Linked DNA regions of Mus musculus: region 1 is linked to region 2. A link is a contact called in public Micro-C data. All regions are on one chromosome and are shown on one strand. Each heading gives the region's core, a stretch centred on a gene start, on an enhancer-like site or on the middle of the called end of the contact. The rest is flanking DNA. Distances are from core to core; before and after follow the strand shown. Region 1 overlaps A830009L08Rik (RIKEN cDNA A830009L08 gene). Region 2 overlaps Atg10 (autophagy related 10).

Evidence for each region. A called contact is a pair of places that touch in the nucleus more often than the background predicts.
Region 1: a Micro-C map of granulosa cells shows a contact between it and region 2, with 2.6 times the contacts expected there. The contact joins two enhancer-like sites. A contact is called at or near these places in 1 of 15 datasets of contacts at CTCF or cohesin (large pre-B cells), 22 of 484 Hi-C or Micro-C datasets (the AML12 cell line, B cells, the C2C12 cell line and 15 more) and 10 of 115 datasets of contacts at active chromatin or transcription factors (the NIH/3T3 cell line, T-cell acute lymphoblastic leukemia, differentiating embryonic stem cells and 7 more).

What each region holds. Positions count from the first base shown.
Region 1 is chr13:91,362,757-91,369,256 of GRCm38.p6, forward strand. It overlaps A830009L08Rik (RIKEN cDNA A830009L08 gene), which reads right to left. Exons shown (of 3, transcript NR_045161.1): 3 at 6,234-6,500. Among named protein-coding and RNA genes, the nearest start is that of A830009L08Rik, 22 kb to the right of the region's middle. Within about 2 kb of position 2,650, at least 100 of the 459 cell types and tissues checked have an H3K27ac peak or open chromatin away from gene starts, as enhancers often do. A contact at or near this core is called in the C2C12 cell line and granulosa cells, where this site is marked.
Region 2 is chr13:90,978,172-90,984,867 of GRCm38.p6, forward strand. All of the region lies in intron 5 of Atg10 (autophagy related 10), which reads right to left. Among named protein-coding and RNA genes, the nearest start is that of Gm46434, 50 kb to the left of the region's middle. Within about 2 kb of position 3,785, at least 31 of the 459 cell types and tissues checked have an H3K27ac peak or open chromatin away from gene starts, as enhancers often do. A contact at or near this core is called in the C2C12 cell line and granulosa cells, where this site is marked.

The DNA of each region.
Region 1 (6,500 bases), core at 1,400-3,899, 380 kb after region 2:
GGCTGCCTAAAAACCAGTGTGATGCCCTTGTACAGCCCACCTCACTCTAATAAAAAAATAATAATAACCCACACCACTTAAACCTTTTCATTCATTTAACAAGTGTTATATAGCACTTAAAATACGCTGTAGACTTTGCTGGTTCGTGACATTCATAAAGATAAGTAAATCACAGCGTTTGGCTGGCCTGGAAGAGCTCCTGAGACAAACCGTTGCAGCCTCTTGTCTTGTTACAGCGCTGGAACCCGGAGTAGCTGTGTTTTGTGGGAGCCCAGAGAACAGTAAGCTTCCCCGGGGAAGTGGGATGAGGGGGCTTCCCACAGAAGATACCATCTGCAGTGTGCAAGGAGGACTGAACTGCAACACTCCCATCAGAAAGGTGTGTTCTCAGCTTGGGAACAACAGGAGCAAAGCTGTGCTAGCGAGTGCTGGAAATCCTGTCTAGGGAGCTGAGCCAGGAAGAGGAGGCAGGCTTTATGGCCCTTCATAAAGCAAGGATGGAACCAAATCAATTTCTTAAAACCAGCTTCAAAGCTCTAGAGAGGCCGTGTAGGATCGCAGCTACTTATTGCTTTTTCTTTTAAGAAATTGTTTTTTGGATTTTCATGTCCGTTCATTTAGAGATATTCTATCGGTTGGTTTGAGTGTTTAGAAATGATTTTCAAATACCATCCAGATCAACACTAGATAAACCCAGCAACAGGGCCTAGCTTTGAGATTTCTTTTCACCTGTTCACCGAGGTCTCAAACAAGAACAGTGTGTAGAAACCACGGAATGGCTTCCTAATACAATCTATGAGTTAACTCAAGGAGTCTGCCCAATGAAGGAGAGGTTAAGTGACTTGATTCGAGCACACTGATTTGAGGCATCTTGTCCCTTTCCTGTTTTGCAATCGAATTTTCCCACACAACCAGATCTAGGCATGAGGTCTCACCTGCCTGTGCCCATTTTTCTATCTGTAAGATGGAGTTAGCACATTTAAGTACTTAGAAAGCTGAATTCTGAAATCTTTGGCTACTGTGGTTATTAGTGGACATATTAGGACATTTCAGTAACCCTCTCCTGCCAGCTCTACCAACATGAAATCCATCTTATCTGAAGGTAAACAGAAAGAAAGGCATCCCACCAAGAGATTATAAAGCTTCCAAAAATAGCAGAAGAAAGGAAAGTCTATTTTTCTCATGAGTTAAAAAAAAAAAGGAGGAAGATATTTTTCTTAAACTATGTGTCTGTGGCTCTCAGAATTTAGCACATGTAAAAAGCACTTATGAGATCTCCTAAAAACAAATCCCTAAACAGAGTCCTCTCTACCACATAGTCAGGATCTGATTTTAGGTCTGACTTGGCCTGCTTGGTAACTCGGGGTCTCACCATGGACCCAGACTGGTCTTATCTGCTGTCTCAGCCTAGGAATTGCTGAGCTTACAGGCTTGTGCCACCATGACTGTCTGGTAGCTGTTTTCAAAGAAAAGGAAAAGCATTTCTCCAGTTAGCCATGGGAGCTGCCAGCTGAAGTCTTCCATTACTCAAGCCCAACTGGAGCCCATACTTGATTCTCTTTCTTGTTCTGTTGGCTCCAAACCATTGCCTATATTCATTCCTCCATGTCCACAAATTTCTGAAACTGCCTGTTTATCTTCCTTTAGGAGTAGGGAAGAATGGCTTCCCACCTTTTCATCCTTAAAGAAGAGCCACAGTGGCTCATAGCAATAGCAGGGATGTGTTATAGTGTGGGAGGTGGGTGGCCTCCCAGCCTTTCTTGGTTATCTCGCTGCTGTCCTGAGGCCTTTCTGTGTCTGTGTGTATGTGTGGGGGGATGTCTGTATGTCTCTATGTGTTTGTCTCTGTGTGTGAGCCTGTGTGTGTATGTGTGTTTCTGTGTGTGTGTCTGTGTGTGTGTGTGTGTGTGTGTGTGTTTGTCTGTCTGTCTGTCTATATGTGGGTGTCTGTGTGTGGGTGTCTCTCTGTGTACTTGTATGTGTGTCTCTGTCTGCCTGTGTATGTGTATGTCTGTGTCTGTATGTGGGTGTCTCTGTGTGTATGTATGTCTGTATGTGTGTCTCTGTGTGTTCTTGTGTGTGTGTGTGTGTGTGTGTGTGTGTATGTCTGTGTGTATATATCTGTGTGCGTGTCTATGTCTGTGTGTATTTGTGTGTGTCTCTCTGTGTGTGTCTGTGTCTGTGTGTGTTCCCTTATAAAATTAGTGTAAGAACTGAAAAGGAGAAATGAACTAATAGGATGGAAAGATTTTCATTCCTCTCTCAAAGAAGCCTCTCAGCTGGGCGCCCCAACATTTTATAGACATTACACAGCAGAGGGGCACTGGGGAACCCTGACCTTTGGACCCACTCGGCTCTCAGGGGTGCATGAAACTGATACACTAAGCTAGTCTGAGACATCCTATGTCACTGAAGGATACCACGCCAAGGTTTTCTCTCCAGCATGATGATGCTCTATCTCTCTCCTGCTTCCCTGAGGTGGGCCACTGGGTGTTGTCCACTCCTGGGACTGGATCCTACTTCCAGCCCCACCTCCCATAGCTCCACTTCCAGGCAGCAGGAGGCCTGAGGCTCCATCCCCACTGCTGGTGGGCTGATCAGACCTAGTGAGACAGTGCCCTGGACTGCTTGGTTCTGCTCTTTCCCAATCTGTTCAACTCACTTGCCTGCTGCCAAGACTGCTCTTTTCTGCTGGCTCTGAACCAGTAAGTGCCCTGGGCAGGGACCCAGCCTCTGGAGCCATGCCCAGTGCTTGGTCCAGTGCTTGGCCCACTGCCCAGGAGTCGTCAAGAGTCTGGTCTGGGTATGTGTCCTTTCAGCTGCTTGTCCTATAGTCTTCTCCTTGGAGTGGTAGGATGGGAGACATCCATCCTTGTCATTTTTAGCCTACCCCAAAGCTTCTTTTTGCCCTTACAATAGAAATGGGCCTGATGTAGTTACAGGCACTAGCTAATTGGGGTTCTGGGACTTTTAAAGGCATTGGGGGATTCATCGTGAGCCCTCTAGTGTTCATAAAATGTTTTAGAGGGCTTTGGGGCCCTGAGTGGTGGATTCTCCAGGAACCACAGCCTGTGTGTAGCCTCAGTTTGAATGCCTATTCTAGAACATCTCTACCCTTGAGATCATTTGGTAAAAATAACCTTTCTGAGATGGGATATTGGGGAAATAAATAAAGGCTACCTTGGGCCTTAAAGACCATGTGAGTGGCCATCAAAGCAGACAATCTGTGTCCCTAGGGTGGTATCCACCACTCCACAACCACATACTGGAGCTCCAGAGGAGGCCCGATGAGACAAAACTCTGGAGGTGGGGGTGCTTTGTAATGATAGAGAGAAGAGACAAGGAAAAGATTTACAAGGCTCCCAAGCACAGAGACTCGATACACACACACACACACACACACACACACACACACATTTGAAAGAAATCAGGAAATTATAGAAAATAAACATTCTATGTAGCCACTAGGTGGGTGGCCATCGCATGTGCTGCAGACCTCAGACATTTAAATCAGAGCAGCCTAAGCCTTCCATATCTAATTCCCAGAGGCCATCTTGAACTGAGTTAGTATTGTTTATTAACAAAACCAGAACTTCTTTTTTTTCTTTCCTAAAAGCGGCACTTGGCTTTCAGACATAAATCTATATGGAGGAAATATAACTTTTCCCCAAAATCATAAGCAAGATTTTTTCGGAACTCTGTTTCCACCTGTAAACAGCAGGATACCCAGTCTGGGTTTTTAGAAAACAAGTCTAGGTTGCAGAAAAGACAATTAGAAAAAAAAAAAATCTCATTTTACCTTATATTCAGCAGATTTGGAAAGAAAGAACTACAGGACCCCAAAACACATCGCATGCTCAAAAATAATTGCCAGAGTGAGAGACCAGCACAATCTCTGACTTGGGCACATCTGACACAGTGGCATGCCTCCCAGTTATCTCAGTGACAAGTCCTGGGCAAAGTGTCACGTGGAGCATTATTCATCTAATCCCCACTTTGCTATGAACTGGAGATACTTTCCACATTCCACTCTTCAAACGTCACTATAAAGTCTTTAAGTCACAGGAGTGAAATTAAACATCCTGCCATGGGCAATGGGAATCGAAACTATGACCCCCCTAGTCTAGGATGCAAAGCCTAGCTTCATTCCAGACCAGTTCCAGATGAAGTTAAGTCCAAGCTGTAAACTTCCCTTTACTATCTTCATGGTCAAAGAAAGTTCATGACAACTTTAGAAGGGAAAATGGCTACTCTGCTAGTGTGGTTACTAAGACATCAAACTATAATTATTATCAAGAGTTTGCTAATTTATTTAGGATTTTAGAGTATCTCCTATCTAATCTTATCATACAACGCATTCTTGGCTAAACACATAAATTATGTATCAACACAGGTTTGAGGGTTTTTGTTTTTGTTGTTGTTGTTGTTTGCTCCTGTTGTTTGTTTGTTTTGTTTGTTTTTTGTTTTTTGAGCTGCAGCAGCAAGCCTTAGACATGTGAAAACATGTTACAGGATAGACATCAAGAGCAGCTGGAATAATCTCAGATTAAACCTGGCATCTTCTCAAACAAGCACCTTCACCTAGCAGGTAGCACTAAGCACTGCTTACGGAGAACAAGCAGGAATCACACAGAGCCCGGCACACAGAGCAGGGTGCATCAGTGTCAAACATACGGAGATTTGGATTCAATAAGTTCCAAACAGAAGCAAGAATCTCCGTTCCTTCCTCCAGCCCCTCCCTCTCTCATATCCCACCCTGCTCCCAACAGGGAATGAAAATTTTGACCTAAATTTGCTAGCTTGTTGAAAATGATTCTATCTTTCTTGTTACAAACTCACTTGAAGAAAAACTGTAGAATTTTGAACTTAGAGAACCAAAAATTATCTTAAAAGAATGGATTTTTGATCATTTAAATTCACATCATATTTCTTTTCCTTTGTCTATCTGGTGTTCAATGATTTAAAAAAAAAAAAAAAAATCTAGCCTAAAGCTAACCAGCAATCTGCCTAGAAAACTTGTCTTAACAAGCTAGGAAAAAACCAAAACCAACAACAACCAAAACAAAACGAAACAACAACAGACCAATAGCCTTACCTCTGTTACAGAAGAAATATACACAAGTATTAACTTTATACAAACAAGGTTGAAATGGGTGGGGTCCTTTTATTGACGTCCAGTTGTCACTGTCATTGGGAAATGTTACAGGCAGCTTCCAGTGTGTGTAGATAAATTAGGACGAGTGGAAGTGCTGAGTAACGATGCTACTTTCTGTATACCAGCTATAAACGAAGGCCTGAAAACCCTGAGCCATGTACTTGAACCGCTAAAACAAGGGGGGAGGGGAGCCCAGAAAACTAAGAGAGAAACATGTTGAGATGGGAAATTAATGAACAGAAATGGCATTCAGGCATGTCAAAAGATAAAACAGATTTAGTTTTTGGAAAGAGATCTAAACCTAGTAAACAGGGCCAAGTCTCATGAATTGCAAAAATTACATCATGTACAATCATTTTAGCAATAAATTTATTTTAACCATCGATAACTAAAGGTGGTTATTTTAGGAGAACGGAGTCAATACATTTGTTTTCCTGAAGCAGGCAGGGGCAGTATTGTGCTACTCCTGAACTTCATAAATATTCATTAATTTTTAAAGCACTCTGGTTAGCTTTGGCTATTAGCTATACAGATATTTTGCCCTTAAATAAAAATAATTACAATAATTTCATTATTTAAAATGTAACTAGCAAAACCAAAAAAAAAAAAAAAGACTATACTTTCATTAGTAAAGTATATAATCATTAGAGAATATATATATTTTTTCAAAGGATTCTGTTCTAATTGAATTCCTGGGGTAAAATTCTAATAACCATACTGACTAAAATAACCTAAATGTAACCGAAAGTAAATTGAAAATACTTTTTAAGTCTTTTTTTCAAATGAATCTCCACTTTCAAGAATACCATAGTGACCCAATTACCTGTGACGGGACCCAGTTGTTTGCCATTCTTCTGCATTGCACCCCCAGTATTTCATAGTAGACTGTCTTCACAAGCCCAGTGCCTCCCATCCCCAAAGAATCCAGTGAACGGTTAGTGATATTTACCTTACAAAGTAACCAAAGCCAGATGCGCACAGAGCTCACGTCGCTGAATAAAGAAATTGTTTCCTTGTGATCACTCTTGAAGGAGAAACAGGAAACTATGGAAATTATTCTAGTGAAACTAGGAAATCGAAGACAGAAACGCCAACTAGTTTTATTTGTAAATAAACCCAACTGTATGAACCATGCATACCTTATTCTGCTAAAGCCCTTCAGCCTTTATAAATCAGGCTTTTTACACTATGACAGATTAACAACCAGGAGGAAATATTCCTGCATATGGAATCATAGATGGAGTCCTCCACCTCGCCTCGATTCACAGCTTTCATTGTGGTACATGTCGAGTCACATTTGTAGACTATGAAGAAATAAATAAATAAGATTAAAATATAACCTTAA
Region 2 (6,696 bases), core at 2,535-5,034:
CTGCCAGTTTTCCTGTGCCTTCCCACAAGAGCAACCACTGGCTGCCACATGACAAGAAAGCTCTCCTACTTGAGAGATTTGCTTTCGTGTGGAAGGCTTTGGGTAAACTATAGACCTGTCTGACCTATTGATAAATGCCACTCACAGGGAGAGTCTTCTCAGCTACAAGAAGATCTCTAGCAGGTGGAGACAATGATGCTTTAATACTCAAATCCTCTTACAGACAAAGGAAGAATGAGTCTACAGTAATTTTCATATTAAAAATCTCATCCCATTTGCCTAATCATAATGGTAATTATAATTGGAAACCTGTAACAATTGTTGCAACAACAATGCAAGTGCAAGTCTTTTGTAAATTACTAGTCCTCATCTTCTTCCACTAGATTATTCCTATTAAATTTTTAACCCCACAGATGTGCTTCATCATAATACCACGTGATTTTTTTAGGGACAATTTTGTATCACTGAAAATCAATTACATTTCTGGAAGCAGCTTTTCATCCATATTTAAATATTTTTGGACTATATGTATCTCCATATATACAGATGATGAAAATGTGAAAGGACGATGGTGAGGAAGCCCATGGGTATGAATAGAGGCTTTACTTCTGCCACCTTAGTCCAACGAAAAGCTCAGGCGAACTTGATACTGAACAAACATGATCAGATTTGTTCAAAAGACAACTTAAATGATGTTACCTGAAGCTCAAAAGAAAGAAAGGGCAACTCTGGCTTAGATAATGCCAAAATAAAGTGTTAGTAGCAGAGGAGTAATTAGCAGAGATCAGGGCAAAACTGCAGTCAGAGACCACAAGTTAGTTATGGAGGGCAGCAGATTCTGGACTTTTCATCCCAGTGTTAAAAACTGGATATAATGAAATGCATCAAAGACATAGGTCCAACCCCCAGAAACCCAGCATTATAGCACCTGACAGAGTGACTGTTATCCATCACGGGCAGAAAGATACTTGGGGCTTACCACAGCAGGTAGATGGTACCTTTTGAGAACATCTCATTCTTGCTGTGCTTCCTGGCTAGCTACACTATATTTTGCCATAAAGTGGCCAGTGATAATGTTCCTCCAGGCTAATTGGCTGATTCAAGATATGACATTCCATTCTCTTTGCAGCTATGCCTCATGATCCCAGTCATACACAGCATCCTACATTGTCACTTGAGAGCTTAATTAGCATTCTCAGGGTTTTATTCAAAGAGCTAAACAAGATGGAAGTAACAGATAGAAGGTCACCTTGTAGGAGCTGGAGAAGAAGCTAGGACCTGCAAAGGAAGGGAGAGATGGTGTGGGGACCATGGTGAGAAGCAACCGTACTGTTGGCTCCAGTGCAAGAGAGAAGGTTGGAGTTGAAACTAGAGAAGGCAGGCGAGGCCAACATCCTTGAGAAGCAATGCTGAAGGTGGTGTAAAGCCAAGGGTTAAAACTGGCTCTTAACCAAAAGACAGAAAATTTAAGGAATATACAAAATTGTTCAGTTAAGTAAAATCAAAGATTCAGAGAAAGGTAGCTGGGGGAGAACATAGATATTTGTGGGGGTAGATGGGGAGATGAAAAATATATCTTATTTGGGCTACTATAAGTTTGAAGTGCCATCAACCCAGCACATAGGTTGTGTAAACAGACTGGCCCATGTAGGTCGTATGGACCCTGACACCAGAGGAACTGGCATAGAATGGGCAAGGTTGAGCATGACCAAAACATGGACATCTCAAAACTTGAGATTAGAATCTTATCCCGTGACCAGCAGGAGTAGGGTTAATTATCTCCCTGTTTCTGTGCCTGCCTTGAACTTGGTGGTCACAAGTAGTCAGTCAGAAGCACCATACTGGGAGCTCCTCTCCAGGCAAATGAGGCATCTCAGTGCCTTAGCTTTCAGCCTATTACCTTTTGCCACTCTGGACAGTCTCATCCCCAAAACTATATAACTATATAACTAACTATATAACTATATATATATATACACACACATATATATTCATAATATAACAATATAACTATATAACTATATATACATATGTATATATATATATATATATATATATATACACACTGAATAAAGTATGTGTTCAATTCAAACTCACCCCCAATAAAGAAGTTACCACAAGCTAAGATTGTCTCAGAAAGCCAACTGGATCTAGATCCTGTTTGCCCCAGATTCCACTTCACCTTTCTTGACCTGGCATACATCAGCATCTGATGCCCAGGAGGACTGTGGACCCCACCGCTTCCCAAAGTTGCCCAGTCTTCTCCCAGCCAGTGTATTGGCAGCATCGGGGTACCCTGAGAGGAGAGTCAAAATCCATAGCCACAGATCTGTAGCCAGAGGAGTTTCTAAGCTCAAGGACTAAATTCAGGGTCAGTAGTTTACAAAGGGGTGTTTAAAGGTTTGGATCTGGACAGAAGTACCCAGGAAGAGTGCACAGCCAAGTCTTGCAGTCACTCTAGGATGCACAGTCTGATATAGGATGAACTTAAGATCAGGGACTGAGGTCCATGGCTATCATAGACTTGACAATTTTGCTACATACTATCAACCTGATGTTCAGTAAAGTTGTAATTCCCCTGCCCCCCACCCAAGCAGTGCAATATGAAACTGACCCCTCCATGATGAGGGTTACAGCTCAGGATAGAACACTTACCCAGCATGACCAAGGGCCCCAGGTTCAATACTCTAGCACTGGAGGAAGGCAGCCTTCATTAAACATGGTGTTTCTTTCTCATATATCACATGTTTCAGACTTTTACCTTTTTGCCAGTATAGTAAGATAAAAATGGCATTTCAGTGCAGTTTTATTTTGTACAGTTTTATAAATTAGCTGAAGTATCTTTTCAAGTATTTAGGCTACTTATCTCTATGAACTGTGTATGCTCATAACCTCTAAAAGGGAAGTCTCTCAACACAGGAGATAAATAATGGAAGATCCTACGTCAGAGAGAGATGCTGTCACAATAAAGACTCACATCCTAATAGTGTTTACAATTCAGAGAAAAAGAACAGGTTGTCAGTATCGGAAAGTGGTAGGTCCTCTTTTCCTTTTGCAACAGAAGCAATGACAGATAATGTCAGTTCCAGAATTGGTGTCACAAAGAGATGAACTGTCTCTCTTCATATGATATCTGTTCTTACTCTGAGATATGACTGAGGAGAGATGGGCCTGAGTCATGAAACAAGAAGACGCCAACTATCTCCCACAGAGTCAGCAAAGTGAATTCAATAGGGGAGTGAATAGTAAGAGTCAGGAGCTTGGTGTACCTTTGGGCTTTGTGGTCATCACACTGACGAAAGCCTCAATGCTGTGGTTTTGTCCCTGGGGTGAGAACAGACAGTATCTGAGTACTGGAGTACTTGGTTAACACAATCGGGGGTGGATTACCCAGGGCTGCAAGGAGCTGGTGAGTTTTAAATGGTAAAGGAGTCATGATCTTGACTTCTCAGTTTGAGATGAGGAGGAAAGTGAAGGCTACAGGAGAAACAGATCCCCTCGAGAAAGAGAGAACTGGGGTTCAATGGAAGCCAATGGCTGGACAAATATTCAATAAAGGAGAATGCAGAAGGGAACCCAGAGACACCACCTCCTCTTGCCATGCTATGGAGAACAAGGTCTACAGAGCACAGTGGAAATTATAGCTTGGAGGAGAGAAGTGGGAAATGGGGTTAAGGGAAAGAGAAGACAGAAAAACAATGTGTAAGAATACAGGAACATAAGGCTGGACAAGGGAAGTTACTAATATCATGAAGAGGAAAAGATCCAGAGCCTGCAAAGCATATGTAAGAAATAATAAAAACCACAATACAGGATAGGGCAGAGATAAAGCTGCTTCATTGTATGACTGCATAGTGATTCACAGAAAAGCGAATTCTTAGCAGATAATATTGCAAGTAGTTTGTTCTGGACATAAGATTTTCAATTCCATTGCACACTATGGATGGAAGTTGGTTCAGTGTTTTACAAGTGGGAGCTATTGTGCTGAAATTAAAACCCAGAAGTTTTCTTTATGATGATAAGCCTCCTTATCACTACAGGAGAAACTTTAAGTTCTAATTAAACTTCTAAATTAACCTAAATGAAGCCCAGCTTCATTTAATAGAATCCTAGAATTTCAAATTACATAGCACTTAGATATCACCAAGTTTGACTTACCCTATCCAAAGCAAAGAAAGAAAGAAAGAAAGAAAGAGAGAGAGAGAGAGAGAGAGAGAGAGAGAGAGAGAGAAAGGAAGACAGACAGACAGACAGACAGACAGACAAAGGATTGATTAATCCTTCTTGAATCCAAACATTCTGGCTTCTACAGACTCTCCTCAGCATACATATTTTCCCCTTGTCCTGATTAAAGGGAGACTGCCTAGGCATGTAGAAGCTAAGTGGAGGCTGTGTAGATGCTGTTATATCCCCCACTCCAGTCTCCTTCCCAAGCTCAAAGGAGTTTCATATCTAGCCAGGTTTCCTCTTAGAAAGATAGAAACAGATTCTATATCTGCTGACAGACACCACAGTTAGAAAATGATGATTTGTAGGTTAAAGAGTCAGAAGAAGAAGGAAGCCTAGAGACAGGGGCTTGACATCTGGGTGACTGCTGGTTCTGTAGGGTGCATCAGGGTAGCAAGGCCCTGGAAGCACAAAGGGTTTTGGGGTATGATCTGGAAGACTTATCCTCTAGATGTTAGGGTACAGGAAACAAAGCAATTCTTACAGTAAACAAAACCAAGCTTCAAAACACAGGTTGGAACTTTGTGAGTAGAATCCCTAGGGCCCTTAAATGAGCTGCATACCCAAAGGAGAAAAAAAAAATCTTCTCTGGATAGAAATAACATTTTTAAAAAAGATTTCTATTATCCATGCGAAATGTTATATTCTTGATATCTGATACTAAATAAAAAGTAACTATAAAAAAAGACAAGATGAATAACACAGATAATACAAATATTATTGTCAGACATGGAGATACCAGCCATTTAGTTCAATTTCTAGCAATATGCTCAAGAAAGCTTGAGAGTTTTGGTAGAGTAATTGGATTTTTTTGGGTAATGTTAATATAAGTTGTGCATGGTGGTACACTCTTTTTTTAAAAAGATTTATTTATTTATCTTATGTGTGTGAGATTGTTTTTTCCTTTTTTGAGACAGAGTCTGAATCTGTAGACCAAGCTGGCCTAGAACTTGCGGTGTATTTTAATGGCCTGGAACTCAAAGTGATTTTCCTGGCTTAGCCTCCAAAGTCATGGGATTACATGTGTGACACATCATACCTGGCTAAAATATTTTTAATTAACTAGTGAGTGGTGGTGAATACCTGTCGTCCCAGTATTCAGCAGGACAAAGTAGGTAGATAGTGAGTGCGCATCCAGCCTGGGCTAATACAAGAACTATCAACAATCAATCAATGATCAGGGAAGGACTCTCTCTGTCCCTGCCAAACTACTGGCTAATGATGGGCTGGGGTGTGTATAATCCCCCCATCCAGTCTCCTTCCCAAGCTCAACAGACAGGCACACACACACACACACACACACACACACACACACACACACACAGCAGTTGGCAGTTGCGGTAAGGTTAGGAAATTGATTTTTGGAGGGTAATACAGGTAACATGAAGACAACATGAAGGGAGAGATGGAAAAGTGGAAGGGGTATAAGGGGGAGGGGTTGATCAAGACAAGAGATATAGGAAGGGGAGATAAATAACACTGAGGGATGCATGGTAAAGTTGTAAGGTATCATAGAGTTTTATATTTACCTAAAATACATGTAAGTATATCTGTATATGCATGTATACAGTTTAAATGATGAAATACCATGTGGCTTCCCCCCAGGTCCAGGGATGACAAAAATCCCTTCAAGTTGTTGGTCAGGAGAGTCCAAGAGACACTAAACTAATTCAGCAGTTTGCACTCATCATTCATTTGCATATATATGCAATAATAATACAGAAGAATAGACCACAAATAATAGAAACAGAAATGAGGGAGGGAAGGAGGGAAGAACATTTACAGACAGACGGCATGTGGCAAAAAGGTGGAGGCATCTTGAAGTGGAGTCACGGAGAGTGACATAGCAGAAACCATATGAAGAGAAAATGACCAAGAGTTTTAAAAGAAAAGGGGAAATAAACCACTGATTTAAAGGAAACCACATGTCTCAAAGAGGAAACAGACAGAATAAAAGTAGGTATATATACATCATCTATTATACTCCATTTAGGGTACTACCATGAAAATTCCACAGACTGGGAAGGCTAATAAACAATAGAAGTTTGTTTCTCACAGTTTAGAAGAACAAGAAGTCTTGGAACAGCTCCAGAGAATGTTGTGTCTGGTGAAGGTTGGCTTTTCTGGCTTAGAGACGACAGCTTCTCACTATGTCCTCACTTGAGACAAGAGGCAGGGGCTTCTGGGCTCTTCTCAGTAGCAATCTCAGCGTAAGCACCTTTCTTCACGACTACGTCACCAAGGAACCAAATAAACTGTTCTGCTTTTAAGTCCCAGCACACTGGGGAATTCATGGTCCAATACATGAATCTGAGAGGACACTCATTCATTCTATGGTATCATGGAAGTGGAAACCCACCAGAGTTGAAAGCAGCCACCATCACTCCAGGCCCCAGGGGGAAGATGACCTTCAAAGAAGCCCTCATTATATTGAGAGCTGGATAGTATCATTTCTATCAAAGAAATCAT